Regions from separate parts of the Mus musculus genome. Here regions 1 and 2 are each linked to region 3. A link is a contact called in public Hi-C data. All regions are on one chromosome and are shown on one strand. Each heading gives the region's core, a stretch centred on a gene start, on an enhancer-like site or on the middle of the called end of the contact. The rest is flanking DNA. Distances are from core to core; before and after follow the strand shown. Region 1 overlaps Grik4 (glutamate receptor, ionotropic, kainate 4). Region 2 holds the start of Grik4 (glutamate receptor, ionotropic, kainate 4). Region 3 overlaps Grik4 (glutamate receptor, ionotropic, kainate 4).

Region 1 (4,622 bases), core at 491-2,990, 69 kb before region 3:
GGAGGAAAGGAACAGAACAGGCTGTGGCCAGTGCCTGCCACCCTGGGGTAGAGGTTCAGAGGCGAGCACCTAAAGAGGTCATCTAAAGAGGTCACACCAGCAGACATTCCCAAGCACGGCTGCACACTGGACTCACGCGTGGCGCCTCCTGAGGCCAGCACAGGAATGCTATCTGCAGACGAAGAAGACAGTAGATGCCAGTGCATGAAAAGTTAGGCCTGGATTAGCCTGGGTTCTCTCCACAATTCTCTTTGTCATTTTGTAGCCTAGCTAGGCGCCATCAACTCAGTCTTCTAGGAGCTGACCAGCCACCAAGTGAGAAGAAATACCCATCTGCAAGAGCGGCTGTTGGGAAGCCTCTTGGCTTGTCTACAGCATCCTGATGCCCTGTGAGTGCCCCCAGCAGCTTCCATAAACCCTGCGGGGGACGTGTGTCTGCTTATCCAGACTAATGAGAGTTAAATGTGACTGCGGTCTTGCCTGCAGCTGAGCCGAGAGGCTACGAGAGGAATGTTCAGGTTTTGCTGGCGTTCATGAGTGCATCCCACCGACTCAGACTCGCACCACGCGAGCACTCAGCTAAGATCTAGCAGCTGCTTCTCCCACCCACCACACAGCCACAGCCACAAGGAGAAAGGACGCCCCCAGAGAGTCTGGACTGTATCACAAAACAAGATCTGCCTGCTAGCATGTCTTACCTGATTTCCCCCAAGCAACTGGAGCCAAGTAGGGTCATGGCTTTAATTAGGCAGGTGACTGTCTCAATTTAAGCTCTTGTTAATGGTTATTAATGAAACCACAATGAAACAGAAGTGTCTTCCATGTGCAAATGGGACCAAAGGCTAACTAAACTGTCACACCCTAAGGGTCCTAAGGGTGACAGGTGAAATCTTCAATTTGATGCTGAAATCCCTGTTAAACCTCTCATGGTCACCTGGTACCCAAAATGCCCATTCCATCTGCCAGATAGACTTTTTTAAATGTGGAAACAAAGATCTCTCTTCATAGTTTCCAGAAGCCCACCCCCTTTCCCTCAAATACAATGTACAAATGACTCAGTCCACATCCTAGGGCTCTGCAAGCCATTTCATGGAGCTGAAGACAGGTTTTTGAAATTCTGATAAGATTCTTTCAGTACCGTGTGCTCCCAGCTCAACCCAGTGGTGACTAACAAGTGTACCGGTCACTTCCTCAGGCAGGGCTAGACCTTGATGTATCCAGCTGAGGAGTGGATATCATCACAGCCAGACAAAATGAACTCGAGTCCCAGGCAGGGAAGCCAGACCATTCCAGAACAAATAAACATAGGCAGCCACACACCCAAATGATATTGAAACCAACTCCATCATCCACAGTTCGCAGTTACAGAATCAGGGCCCTACGTCTCACCTCCGATGCTTCTGCACTGTAACCTTTGCCAATGCCCAGCCCCAAAGACTCGTCACAATATGCTGAGAAAAATTATAGAGAAGCCTCAGTTACTAATGGTCACTGCCATGATTTGCCTACTCCTCTGTGAGGTCCAGACAGCAGCATTCTGGCCTCTGGAAGCTTTTGGATCTTGGCCACAGGGAATGTGCTGCCAAAAGGCTGTCTCAGACTGTGACACCCTCAGATTCTGCTCAGTTCATATCCTCTGACTTTACCATTTACTTTGGTAGAATCCTGGATAAGCCACAAATCCTGAGAGCCTTGGACTCCTCCTCACAGCACATGCCCCCTTCTGCCTGTCTCCTAGAAACCCAGTAAACACATCAGAACACTCTATTCACTGCAAACCATGGCACCAACGTTACCAGTTGGAGAGTTGTGTCATCTTGGCCGATGACTTCACTGGGCACACTGACCTAGATAGCTCTCCAACTCCTGCCAGCTCCCATATCCACCCCAAAGTGTGTAGGTTCAAGTGGGTGGGTCCAGAAGCAAGATAGAGGGAGTCAGTCGTCTAGGATCTGAATGCAAGTGCATTTACAGAAACACACATTCACTTTGGAGGCAAAATACTCATTTTCTGTATTAGTCTCTTGCCTCATTACTGTGACCAAATAAGTGGCAGGAAGCAACTTGAGGAACAAAGGGTTTATTGTGGCTCCCAGCTGAGGAGGATGCAATCCACAAGAGCATAGAGCAGAGGGCCAGTACATTCACACTCAGAAAACTAGTAGCTAAGAGGTGAGGCTGGGGTATAAAGCCTCCAGACCCTTGCTCAGTGGCCCTCCCTCATTCTTCGGTGAGGCTCCACCTCTTAAAGGTTTTGTGGCCTTCCAAAACAACATCACCAGCTGTCAACCAAGAGTTCAAACACACTCTGGGAACATTTCACATTCACACTACACTTTTCCTAATTACGTCTTGTGGGCTAGCAGGCAAATGGGATGCCATGCTTGGGCATGGTCTCACCCTGGCAGGGGGAGCATTGGAACACTGAAAGGGTGGCTCAAAATTCAAACTTTGCCATATATTACCCATTCAGCAGATGGTGGGAAAGCCTGGCCCTGCAGTCAAGACTAGATCCTGAGAGGAAACGCATGAATCAGACAGACACAGACTCCCTTGAGATGCTCACCAAAGAAGAGATTGTGGTCCAAAGGCTTCCTTGTGTCCCCTGTCCAGGTGACACATGAAGGGTCATCAATATCTATTTGCCACTATGGTGAAATACTGGCTGATTGTTTACCTAACTGATTCAATTTGGAATAAAGAAGAAAAGTTGCACAATGATCAGACTTTCATAAATCAAATCATGTTGTAACATTAGGAGGGGAACTCACTACTCAAAATACCCCATGGTGAATCCTCTACAAGGCTAAGAAATCGGCAGTAGGTTTGTCTCAGTGTGCCCAATAGATTTCATACACAGCGGATGAGATCAGTAACCAGTGGCTTTATTCTTCGCACTGGTCTCCCCCCCCCCCCAATCCTCCTGTTAGCTTCATCTTGATAACATTTGAATGCTCTAGGTTAGACATTCTCTGCAAAGGATTGAGGGTCACTGGAGGAAGTCAACTAAGTAGAAACTTATAGTTGTGAAGTGCCTGGGGATGGGGGGGTGGGGGACCTAGTGAGGCTGAGCATCAGACAAGTCTGAGCTCTTACTGCTGCGCTGTGTAGGAAAGCGTTAAACAAGAAAGAGATTCAGTTGTTGCCTTAACCTGCCCGATGTCCCGTGCCACCAATGCCGAGAGACTCCCTTGAGCATCAGGACCAACCCTCTGAAGTTCCTGCTGATCCGTGCTGGTTTCCTCCTCTGTCAGCTATCATCTGGTAATTTACTGGGGGTAAAAATGCCAAGGCAAAGTAAGAGACCATACAAGCCATGATTATCCATCTTTCAATATTTTAAAACCCGAAATAAGAGATGCTGCTGTCCCCAGGGGAAGGATTTTCAGATGAAAAGCTATTTTAGTCAAAAGTGACAGGAGAGGAAGAAAAAGAGGAGGAGGAAGAGGAGGGGAGGATGGGGAGGAGGGAGAGGAGGAGGAGAATCAAAATAAAGAGAAGAGGTGGAAGAGGATGAGTAGGAGGAGGAGCAAAGAGAAGAGGCAGCTGGGAGGAGGAGGAGGAGGAGGCAGCAGGGAGGAGGGGGATCATCCCCAGCAGGAGGATAGGATGAAACACGTTCCCACAGAGTAAGAGCATAGATAGAGAGAGCATGGATAAGCCTCCCTCACCCTTGGTCAGTAGTGGGTAGCCCAATGTGTATACAGTGCAGTGCAGAAGGACCGGCCAAGGCAAGCAAGCAGTCATCCATCAGTTAACAAGAACTGAGTAAGTACCCAACACAGCAGGGAAAAGGACATTGACTAACAGAAGATATCAGGGGAAACGAAGAGAAAATGTCACATGGTACTGAAGCTGACTCTGCTGCCTAATAGCTAAAAGGCCCCCAAAAGATGAGTCAAAGCTACTAGGCTCTCAGGCTAACCACATATAACAATGTGACCTTGGCTACATCCCTTCATCTGCAAAACTGAGCAGGCTGGATAATGGGTCTTCATCATCTGTTATAACAAGACCCAGCAGCCACGATCTCTTTAAGTCGGGGAGATCTGCAGGGATGGGGGAAGTTTGGCAGGCATTTATTTACTTGTGGCTCCCCAGTCATCGCTCAGAGGACCCAGAGGGAAAGAAGTAAAATCAAAAACATTTTCAGGAGATAGATGACTGAAGGGGTCTGACACACATGTGAGAGTTTGGGAAATTTATGCGGATAGCCTTACAGCCATAAATAAAATCCCTTTCTCTGACCCAAAATTTCATTCGGGGGGTAAACAGCAGACACCGTAATAGACAATTTGGCTGCATCTCCCGCCCCGTGCCCCGCTTGAATGAAAAACAGCCATCACAAGGCAGGGCAATGGGCTTGTCTGCCTCTTCCAAACATCCATATTGTCACCGGCGACAAGTCGGGCTGAGGATGGAGCAGACTGGACAATTTATCTCCAAGATTCCCTGTCTCTATGTACAGTCCTGCTTTGACAGCCATCTATTCTGAAGATGTAGAGGAGGGCTCTGGGGAAAGACCCAGAGAAGTTCATATGCGGTTGTAGTGACCCTTGAGAAGGTGAATGAAACAGTGGTCCCTCCCATTCCTGTGAATCTGTCAAAGACCTGGGAACCTC
Region 2 (4,795 bases), core at 1,159-3,658, 72 kb after region 3:
TCCGGGCAGCCCAGAGCAAGAGCACTGGACTACGAACCAGAGTCTGCTGGGGCAAGTATAGTTCTCTGAGCTTCAGTTCCTGTGGGCCAACCAATTTGGCTGCTGGCAGACACAGCAAAGGCTACTGAGGATGAAGTGGGCCGGCTGTGCAGCATCCAGAGGCCTGCAGAAGGCTGTCACTCAGAAGGGACAAGTACTCTGTGGTAGGACCAACACGCCTCTTCCAGGCACAAAGCACAGCACAGCTACCCTCCTCGTCAGTGACTCTGGCTTCCTGTTGGGCACTGGGCTTTCTGGCTCACCCAGGCCTGCTTACCCTCTTCCTATCTCTGGGAACTGAAGTCTCTAGAGAGCAGCTGCAGCTCCTCCAGAAAAAATGCACTTCCCTCTGTCATGCAAAAGTTCTCTCTGCATTCTAAGGGAGCCCAGACTGGAAGGCTTTAGAACAAACTTTCAGAGCTGAGAAAGCTTCCGTCAAGATTGAGATGTCTATTGGAGAAAGGGAAAACATGAAAGCCCAACTCCCCCCGTCCATCAAACCCACTCTGTCCCCCACTGCTAGAACCAACCCTGCCTTCAGGTCTCAAGTGGCAGGTCCAGGAAAACAGAGGGTGGCGCTGGAGACTGACGCAAGGCTGGTGGGCAAGCCCAGGCCACAAGAAATGAACATAATCTGGAAAATTAAACAAACCCAGACACTGTAACGTGTGCATATTAGATTAACTCTCTAAAGGGTCACGACCTTGAGGAATACATCCAGCCAGTGAGGAAAATAATAAACCTGATTAACGATGAAGCATGAGCCACGGCCTCCGCAAAGAAAGCCAGCCTGAAGAGGCCCGGCGGAATTCCAGGGGCTTCCTTCCCTGGCAGAGCTGGAACTCAGCCGACCTCTCCAGCCCCTTGCCACCACTAGGACACTCCAGGATCAAAGCAAGACAGGATTGCTCCCTCTCAAGCCACACCCCTGCAGCTCTGACCCAGGGACTACAAGGCTAGCTTTTCCAGGTGCTCCCAAAAGGGACACTACCACCAGACGACCCACTGGAGCCAAAAAGAAGATAGTTCTCTTTGTCCCTGGCAGGGCTCAGATCCTCTTGGCCAACCCTCAGCCCTCCTGCCCTGGTCTCAAGAGATACCTACTTGTCAGGCACAGTGGCCAGGCCCAGCCAGAGTTCCCCTCCTCTTTCCAGACAGCCCAGGCCCCTGGGAGACATGCCCAGAAGAGCCACTGGAGGGAGGCAGGGAGGTGGCACCGCGTGGCATCACCAGACAACAGCACCAAGAGGAAGATGGCAGCATCAAGTACAGATGCCAAGAACCACACAGCCCAAGGTCCAAGAGGGGACCAGCTCAGCCTGCATAGCCTGGCTACAGCCAGGCAACCTGGCCCGCGTGCCTTGTCTATCCCTTTGGTCGCGCCTCCCCCAACCCCAAAGCCCTGGGCCAACTCTCCCCAGGCTCCACCTCCTCCCTCACTTTCCTCAGCTCCAGGGAGCCCAGGGAGGGAGGCACAGGTGCTCTTGGCGCCTTGGACAAACCCCCTGTCCCAGCCGTCACCAGGGCGCCTTCCACCCCAAGCTGGGTCGGAACCACTCCGGCTCTGCCCGGTCCTCACTAAAGAACATCTCCTTAGCTCCCCTCCCCCTCCACTGATCCCCTTCCCCCTCCAGCGCCCAATGCAGGTCTCCAGAGTTTTTCCCTTACTTCCCACTCGGGTGAACTAGGGTGGGATGGCTAAGAGGCCCATTAGTCGCAAGAAGGAGGGTCATTTCTGATAGGACGCTGGCTTGGCCCAAAGCAAGACGGCGTGCAGGGTTGGGGGTGTGGTGGTGGCCGGAGTCCAGGGCCCGAGCAGGGGTGGTCAAGACAGATGGCAAAGAGGGAAGGGAGAAGGGGGCTCAGAAGCCGGGCTGGTCTGATGGAAGACTGTGGCGGGCAAGAGCGGCCCGTAGGAGAAGCCGAGGGTGACGAGGCGGGGTAGAATCGCCAGTGTCGGGAAGGGGCCGTCATCCCTGCAGGGGGCAGAGGCTGGGCTGGGAGTTGGACTGGGAAGAGGGAGGATCACAGAAGGAGGATCGGAGCGGAGGAGAGGAGGCGCAGGGGGAAGCAGGCAGGGATGGAGACTAGGGGAAGTACGGGGCAAGGTGGCGGGGGCTCAGCGGAGAATCCGGGGTCGCAGGCATCAGAGTGCAGGGGACTGGGCAGCTGGAGGCGGGAGCGGGGCCAGGCAGGGTGCGGGCCGCGGCCCGGAGGGAGCTAGCGGCGGAGACGTCAGAAGTCGGGGTGCGGCGCAGCCCCGGGGGGCGCGGGGAGACAGCGTAGGGCGCCGGTCGGGGGCGGCGCGGGGGCTGCTGCCCTTACCTGGGCGGCTCCGCACTCCGGGCGCCAAGCTGGGGACCCGACGTTGCTCGGCCGGCGGCCCGGCTGTTGTTTTCCCTTTTTTTTTTTTTTTTCTTTTTTTTTTTTTCTTCCGCAGCGGCGGCGGCGGCGGCTCCAGCTCGATCCGCCAGCAGCCGAAGGCAGAGTCTGTGTCCGGCTGCGAGCGAGCCGGGAGCGGGCAGCGCGGGAGGCGCGCGGAAAGGCGCTGAGGCGCCGCCCGGCGGGCAGTGAGGGAACTGCGGCGGTCCCGCACGCGGCCGGCCGGGGAGGGGGCGTCCCTTCCGGGCCGCGGCCGCCGGAGTCTCCGCTCGCCGGCGGGGTCTTTAGCTGGGGACCCGGACCTAGGTAGCCGAGCGGCGAGGCGGGGAGGCCGGAACAGACAGAGCCAAACTTGCAGCTTCCCTGATCCGGACGATCGGGAGACGGCGGGCCGGGGATGGGGGGGCTCCGGGTGGGCGCTGCAGAGGACTGACCCCCAAGTGAGGAGCTGGGGTACACTTCACCATCCAGCGCCAAGGGGCAGCCCGCCCTGGTCCGCAGGAGTTATTAGCTTGGCCTGCTTCGGTGGGCGAAGGGCGACTCCTGGTGGCGTTTTAGGGGCCAGACCTAGGGGACGAGGCGTAGAGACTGCGGCCTCCTCGGTGGTGGCGCGGAGCTGGGTGAAGCTTTGCTTTAGCAAGGCCAGATAGACCACAATGTTTCAGGAGGCCGAAGAACCACAGCTCACGTTTGGAAGTCTACTGGTTTGTGCACACAGACCTCCTGGGAGAAGTTGTCACTTTATGCTACACATAAGGAAACCTCGGCCTAGGAAAGGTGAAAGACCTAGCCTTCACCAGGAGCTGGGGGCTGGACCAAGAGAGAACCAAGCTACTTGGTTTGAGGGATCATTTGGCCACATCATAGCAGCCTTGGGGTGGGTGGGTGGGGGGCTAGAAAAGGAGAGGGCAGAGGAGCAGGAGGCCTCAGGGGGTCAAGTGACTTCCTCAAACCGATTAGTTCCTCATTTCAAACCCAGAGTCTTAGCCGTAGACAAACCCGGAAAGCATCTAAGCCAGCCTCCCAATCGTCTCCCACTCTTCCTTCACACCTAACCACCTGCTTACCCTAAAGTCTCCACGAAGGGGCTGTTCTAGGCATTCTTGGTTGGTTCTAGGGCCTGGGAGGACAATATACACGGACTACAGGATATTTGTTGACACTCCCTATATCATGCCGGGAGGGCAGCAGAGCTGAGTTACCTGCTTGGGGGGCTGGGGGGGGTGGCGATTGTGGTTGTAAGAGCCTGTTCTCTCTCCCACCTCCTCTCCCAGACTGGACTTTATGAGTGCTCTGTTGGCACAGGACCGGCCACTCTGGATAGCTCCAGTCCCTTCGGTCTTTCCTCAATCAACTGTCAGACGGATGTCAGGAACACAAGCTACCTGACTTTCTACTGACCTAATAAAACCAATCCATGAGGTTAAGTTGAATCCAACCTGCCTCAGCACAGGTCAAAGGTTTCCATATTGGATAGGATTCCATTTCTTCAGTCCAGTTTTTTTTTTTTTTAACATTTATCCTGTGTCAAGACTACACCATTTATTCAAGTGCCATTCCCAAAGGCTTTCACATCAACTTGGCAAGGTGGACCTTACCCTGCCTTCTGAATGAGTTGAAGGTGATCTGTGGGACACTCCTATCCTATCCTGAGGTGACTGCAGCGCCTTTCCCTGCCTTGGAATGCTAGAACCTGTTAGCGTGAGTGAGAGGACGGTATCGGTAGTGTATGCAGAACCTGCTCTGGGCTGACAGCAGTGAGGGGCATCCCTGTGAGCAGGATAAGTTATTTCACAGTCCCTGGTGACTTCAGAGTGACATGCATGGTTCTTAGTCTACTGGAAGAATTCAACAACAGCACGCCCATAGAGGTTTAAGAGTTAGGACAGGAAGATAATTCAATATGAAAAACGTTTCTTCGTATTCGTTGGCCTTGGAAGCTCATTCTATGAGCCAAGGGAGGTGTGAGGGGTTGGTTTTAAGACTAGTAACCTGTAACCTGCTGGTAACCTGCGGCCTTGTGAAAACTCCCGTCTCTTCACTTCCTGTGAGGGTAGATTGTCTTCTTTAAGTCTCTGCCCATGGAAGCAAAGAGACCTTGCAAACCAGTGCCGGAAAAGCCCACCTTCATCCTTACTTAGCGATGCCCTAGCCACTGCCCTTTCTCCCCATCCCCATCCACATAGCTGTGGACATGAGATATCCAATGCTTGGACTCTCTCTCTATTCCTCCGTAGCCAGTACCACTTGTCCAAATTCAACCCCATACCAGGTAACTTCTAGAAGCAGGAAGCTCAGTCCAGATCGCCTCTGGAGAGTAGGGAGAGATCAGACAACAAGAGCTGCCTCACATCTTGAATGGTAAAAGCAGAGG
Region 3 (4,221 bases), core at 955-3,454:
GGCAGAATCCACTATGCCCCCAAAGCCTTTTTCTCTAAATCCCTTCCACTATTCTTTCATGTTTCCCAGTTAACAGGCCTGTCCCTTCCCAGGACCTACAACTAGAGACAAGGTCTGATCTTTCAACCCCCAACGTTACAGCAGTTCTAAAACCTGTGTGGGTCGTGACCCCATTTCAGATATTTACATTATGACTCATAAAAGTAGCAAAATTACAGTTATGAAGTAGCAACAAAATAATTTTACGGTTAAGGGTCAGCACAACTGCATTAAAGGGTCGCAGCAGCATCGGGCAGGTTGAGAACCACTGGTTAACACACTGTTTGACACACGGTAGACATCTGAAAATATTAGGCAAAACCAGTGTAGCAAAGAATTGTTGGGCCTATGACAGGGCTCCCTTTTTCTGTGGTATAGGTGCCTGAGAAGCTCAGAATCTGAGAAGGGGATGCAGCACAGCCTGCTAAGAACTACAGAGGACAGGACTGAGCCGTAAATGCTCATGGGATGGGTTGGGAGCTTCCAGTGAGAGTAAAACGCTTTTCCATCAGACTGAACTGCATAGACCACGAGAAAGACTAAGGGATGTTCTACATGCCATAATACCATAGGTCAGTATGGCAGGAGTATCAAGTGTGGCAGAGGATACGGTGGGCACCAGTGATCAAATTATCCTTCTTTCTGAGCAATGAGGTAGGCAGCCGATGGCCTCTCCCTGCTGTGTACCTCTGGGGGGGCGGGGCCGGGGGCGGGGCTAAGGGCGGAGAGTGCTGAATGAGATGGAGAAGTTCAACCATTATGGAACTTCCAGTCCAGAGCGGTTAGAAAAAGAAGAAAAAAGAAAACACAAAAAGTAATTGTATAATGTACTGAGGCCATGACTGAAAACATCAGAGATAAAGATATGAAGGGTGGGAAAATCTTTCGGTGAGAATAGCCTGAGACTTCAAGGATGGGTGGGCACAGGCAGAGTGGAAAGTAAGGCAGAAAAATCTGAGCAGGCAAATACCTAACCCACCCCAGCCAGGAAAATCCTAGAGTGCCACAGGTTGGGAAGCTGGAGACCGACACACTGTGAACAAGAGGCAGGATGTCAGTGTGGATGTGTTTGTCTACAAGCGCCAGGCAGCCTTCCTAAGAGTGCCGGGAACTATAGAGACATCGTTACTACACGTGCGAGGAGCCGGCATACCCTGTGATTGAGTTTGGAACTGGGACAAGTCTTTAGGGACCTGCTCCCATTGTCTGTCATCGGAATGTAAATGGTGTCTCCCTCGTGGTCCGGTGTCCTCAACTCGCTATTCTGATCTATTTCCTGCCGCTGTAACGGTACCAAGCCTAGGCAAGTTATGAACAATAGGTGCTTGTTGGGCTCACTGTTCTGAGGGCCACATATGATGAGTGACGTCTTGCTGCAGACGTCACACGGCAGAAGAAGACACGCTGGGAAGGTACAGAAGTAGGACAGGAAAAGAAAGGTCACTTGGCACTAAGGACTCCATGATAATCGATAGCCTTAATCTATTCATGAGGACAATGTCTCTGTGGCAAATATGTCACCCCTTAACTCCATCATTTCAATATGAGTTCTGGGAGCAGGCAGCCAACACTCAAATCATAGTTCTCCTGAGGGTGGAGATGGACTTGGATTTCCTCTGATCCTGCTCTGGTACTTCAGATGCCATCCCTCATCCTCAAACTATCCAAGGGTCGACACCATCGGTCAACTCATTAGCAACATGAAAGACATGGAGTCTGGATGACTGGAAGACTGGAGACTGAGGAGACTGCAGGAGCTGGGAGCCAGGAAATAGGGATGTGGACCCAGCACACATTCCTAATAATACAAGGGATTCCTTTGGGCTTCTTTCTCTCTCATGTTCGAACCTTGTCCCAGAGTGTCACTTATGCCTGCCTCTGCTTCCTGTCTCTAAGTCCTGGATATGAAGGGATTAACCTGCAGGCCTCAGCCTAGACCTAATGGGTTCTCATGGCTGCAGGCTCTGTCTTCTGAAAGAATTAGGTACCCGGCTCCAAAGAGCTCTGCCTGGTGGTCTGGGTCTGTAGCCCCAGAGGAGTCCTACTGGTGCCACCTACTGCTGGCATGTCATCTTGCTCACTGCCACATTTCCAGGCTGAGCCCAGCTCAGTGTTTAAGCAAGTGAGTGATTGAGACACCATTTCCTTTGCTCACTCCCCTGACTTGGAAATCCAAGGCTTGCCAAATGATGACTCATGTGTGACTCAGCGGCCTGTGGCAGCGGGGTCTCCAGCCCTCTGGAGGCTGCTTCTGCTACAGGATCCCTATGTGACTCTTCCTTTGTACAACACTCACTAGATGCCCAGCACCACACAAAGGCCGTACATGTGTGGCCGATTCTCTCAGCAGCCACTGAGATGGGTACGGTAGCCTCTGTGTGGCAAGTAGATTAGGATGTTGAGAGGTTGAGAGGTTAAAGCACTTATTTGGCTTAGCCAATATGTGGCTACCTCCCTTCTTCAGTTTGTTGCTGTCTTAATTAGAGTTTTATTGATGTGAAAAGACACCATGACCAAGGCAACTCTTATAAGGACAATATTTAACTGGGGCTGGCTTACAGGTTCAGAGGTTCAGTCCTTTATCATCAAAACTGGAGCATGGCAGTATGCAGGCAAGCATGGTCCAGGAGGAGCTGATAATTCTACATCTTCATCTGAAGGTTGTTAGAAGACTGGTTTCCAAGCATCTAGGTTGAGGTTCTTAAAGTCCACACCCACAGTGACACACCTACTCCAACAAGGCCACACCTACTCTAACAAGGCCACACCTACTACAAGGCCACACCTACGAAAGCAAGGCCACACCTACTCCAACAAGGCCATACCTCCAAATAGTGCCACTCCCTGGGCCAAGCATATTCAAACCACCACAGTTGTCAGGTGGCAGGTAGGGTATTCAGGGATTAAATTACAGGTGATCTTGCTTCTTCTTGGAGTAAAGGGAGATATTGAGGCAAGTCACCATAGTAGGCGATATGGTTACAGATGGATGAAAAGTATGGTGATGCCCAAATTGATAGTCTCTGTTCCGCTTGCTCAACTCCTCCCTGGAGGTCTTGTGGTGACCTCTGACCCCACCTCCCAAGCCTGGCTACAGTCCAGTCTCAAATCCACGGTAGCTCTTCATGCTTTCTTGCTGTGGCAATCGTGCCAGTCATAAAGGACCTAAGTTAAATGTGTGTTAGAAGGGATCATGGTGCCTTCATTCCCTGTGTGCTCCAGCCACCTCTTCTAGAGAATCTTGCTGATCAGTATAGATGAGCCCTGCTTTCTCCTCTCCCTGTCTTTGTCTTTGTCCTACAAAGCTCTGGTGTCCGCTCGCTTAGACTGATGCTCCCAGACATATGGCTGGTGCTTCCGTCTCAGCGAACTAACAGATGCAAATGCAGGGCCACACTTCTTCCTCTTACTACAGTCCCATCAGCCCAAGGGCTCCTGTTCTCTCCAAACGAGTCAGGAGGGAGCTCCAGGAGGAGTAATTAATTTGAGCAGATGTGTATCAGTGTCTTAGGAAATTAAAAAAGAAAAAAAAATGTCAGGACAACCCACCTGTGCCTGCTCAGGTCACAGAGCACCAGGGATGCAGGTGGATCTCTTCAGAAAAAAACAACTTGGGGGTAGGGTGGGGGTGGTGCTGTCATCGCAAAGCCTTCCCTCCACAGAAGCCTGTGCCGCCTGGTTCCTCAAAGCTGGTACTCTTTTAGCTTATTTAAAGATTTTACAGGTCATTAAGTACTTGTCAGAGAGGCTTTGGGGACTGGAAAACTTTATGTGAACACGTCAAGACTGAGTATCAATTACGGATCATTCAGAAATGAAGATGTCATATCCTGGAAAGTGCAAGCAAGTGCTTGGGAGTTCACGCCTGGGCTGCCCAAACACGGGCGCACATGCTTCTAAGAGCTGATTGCCCAAACAGGGGCGCACACGCTTCTAAGAGCTGATTGCCCAAACACGGGCGCACATGCTTCTAAGAGCTGACTGCCCAAACACGGGTGCACATGCTTCTAAGAGCTGACTGCCCAAACACGGGTGCACATGCTTCTAAGAGCTGACTGCCCAAACACGGGTGCACATGCTTCTAAGAGCTGACTGCCCAAACACGGGTGCACATGCTTCTAAGAGCTGATTGCCCTCACAAGGAGCCAAGGGCCCCTATGTACGGGGATCGTGGTTTCCTCT

Evidence for each region. A called contact is a pair of places that touch in the nucleus more often than the background predicts.
Region 1: a contact with region 3 is called in a Hi-C map of muscle stem cells, with 2.2 times the contacts expected there. The contact joins two enhancer-like sites. A contact is called at or near these places in 10 of 484 Hi-C or Micro-C datasets (bone marrow-derived macrophages, cerebellar granule neurons, cerebral cortex and 6 more) and 1 of 9 other capture datasets (liver).
Region 2: a contact with region 3 is called in a Hi-C map of muscle stem cells, with 2.6 times the contacts expected there. The contact joins the promoter of Grik4 here to the enhancer-like site in region 3. A contact is called at or near these places in 2 of 39 promoter capture datasets (cranial neural crest and hippocampal neurons), 11 of 484 Hi-C or Micro-C datasets (cortical neurons, embryonic stem cells, forebrain and 4 more), 6 of 115 datasets of contacts at active chromatin or transcription factors (embryonic stem cells and neural progenitor cells) and 1 of 9 other capture datasets (pancreatic islet).

Annotation. Positions count from the first base shown.
Region 1 is chr9:42,801,546-42,806,167 of GRCm38.p6, forward strand. All of the region lies in intron 3 of Grik4 (glutamate receptor, ionotropic, kainate 4), which reads right to left. Among named protein-coding and RNA genes, the nearest start is that of Gm36590, 130 kb to the left of the region's middle. Within about 2 kb of position 1,741, at least 36 of the 459 cell types and tissues checked have an H3K27ac peak or open chromatin away from gene starts, as enhancers often do. A contact at or near this core is called in muscle stem cells, where this site is marked.
Region 2 is chr9:42,941,963-42,946,757 of GRCm38.p6, forward strand. Grik4 (glutamate receptor, ionotropic, kainate 4) reads right to left here and starts at 2,409. Exons shown (of 21, transcript NM_175481.5): 1 at 2,365-2,409.
Region 3 is chr9:42,869,712-42,873,932 of GRCm38.p6, forward strand. The region is part of intron 1 of Grik4 (glutamate receptor, ionotropic, kainate 4); the gene reads right to left. Among named protein-coding and RNA genes, the nearest start is that of Grik4, 73 kb to the right of the region's middle. Within about 2 kb of position 2,205, at least 35 of the 459 cell types and tissues checked have an H3K27ac peak or open chromatin away from gene starts, as enhancers often do. A contact at or near this core is called in muscle stem cells, where this site is marked.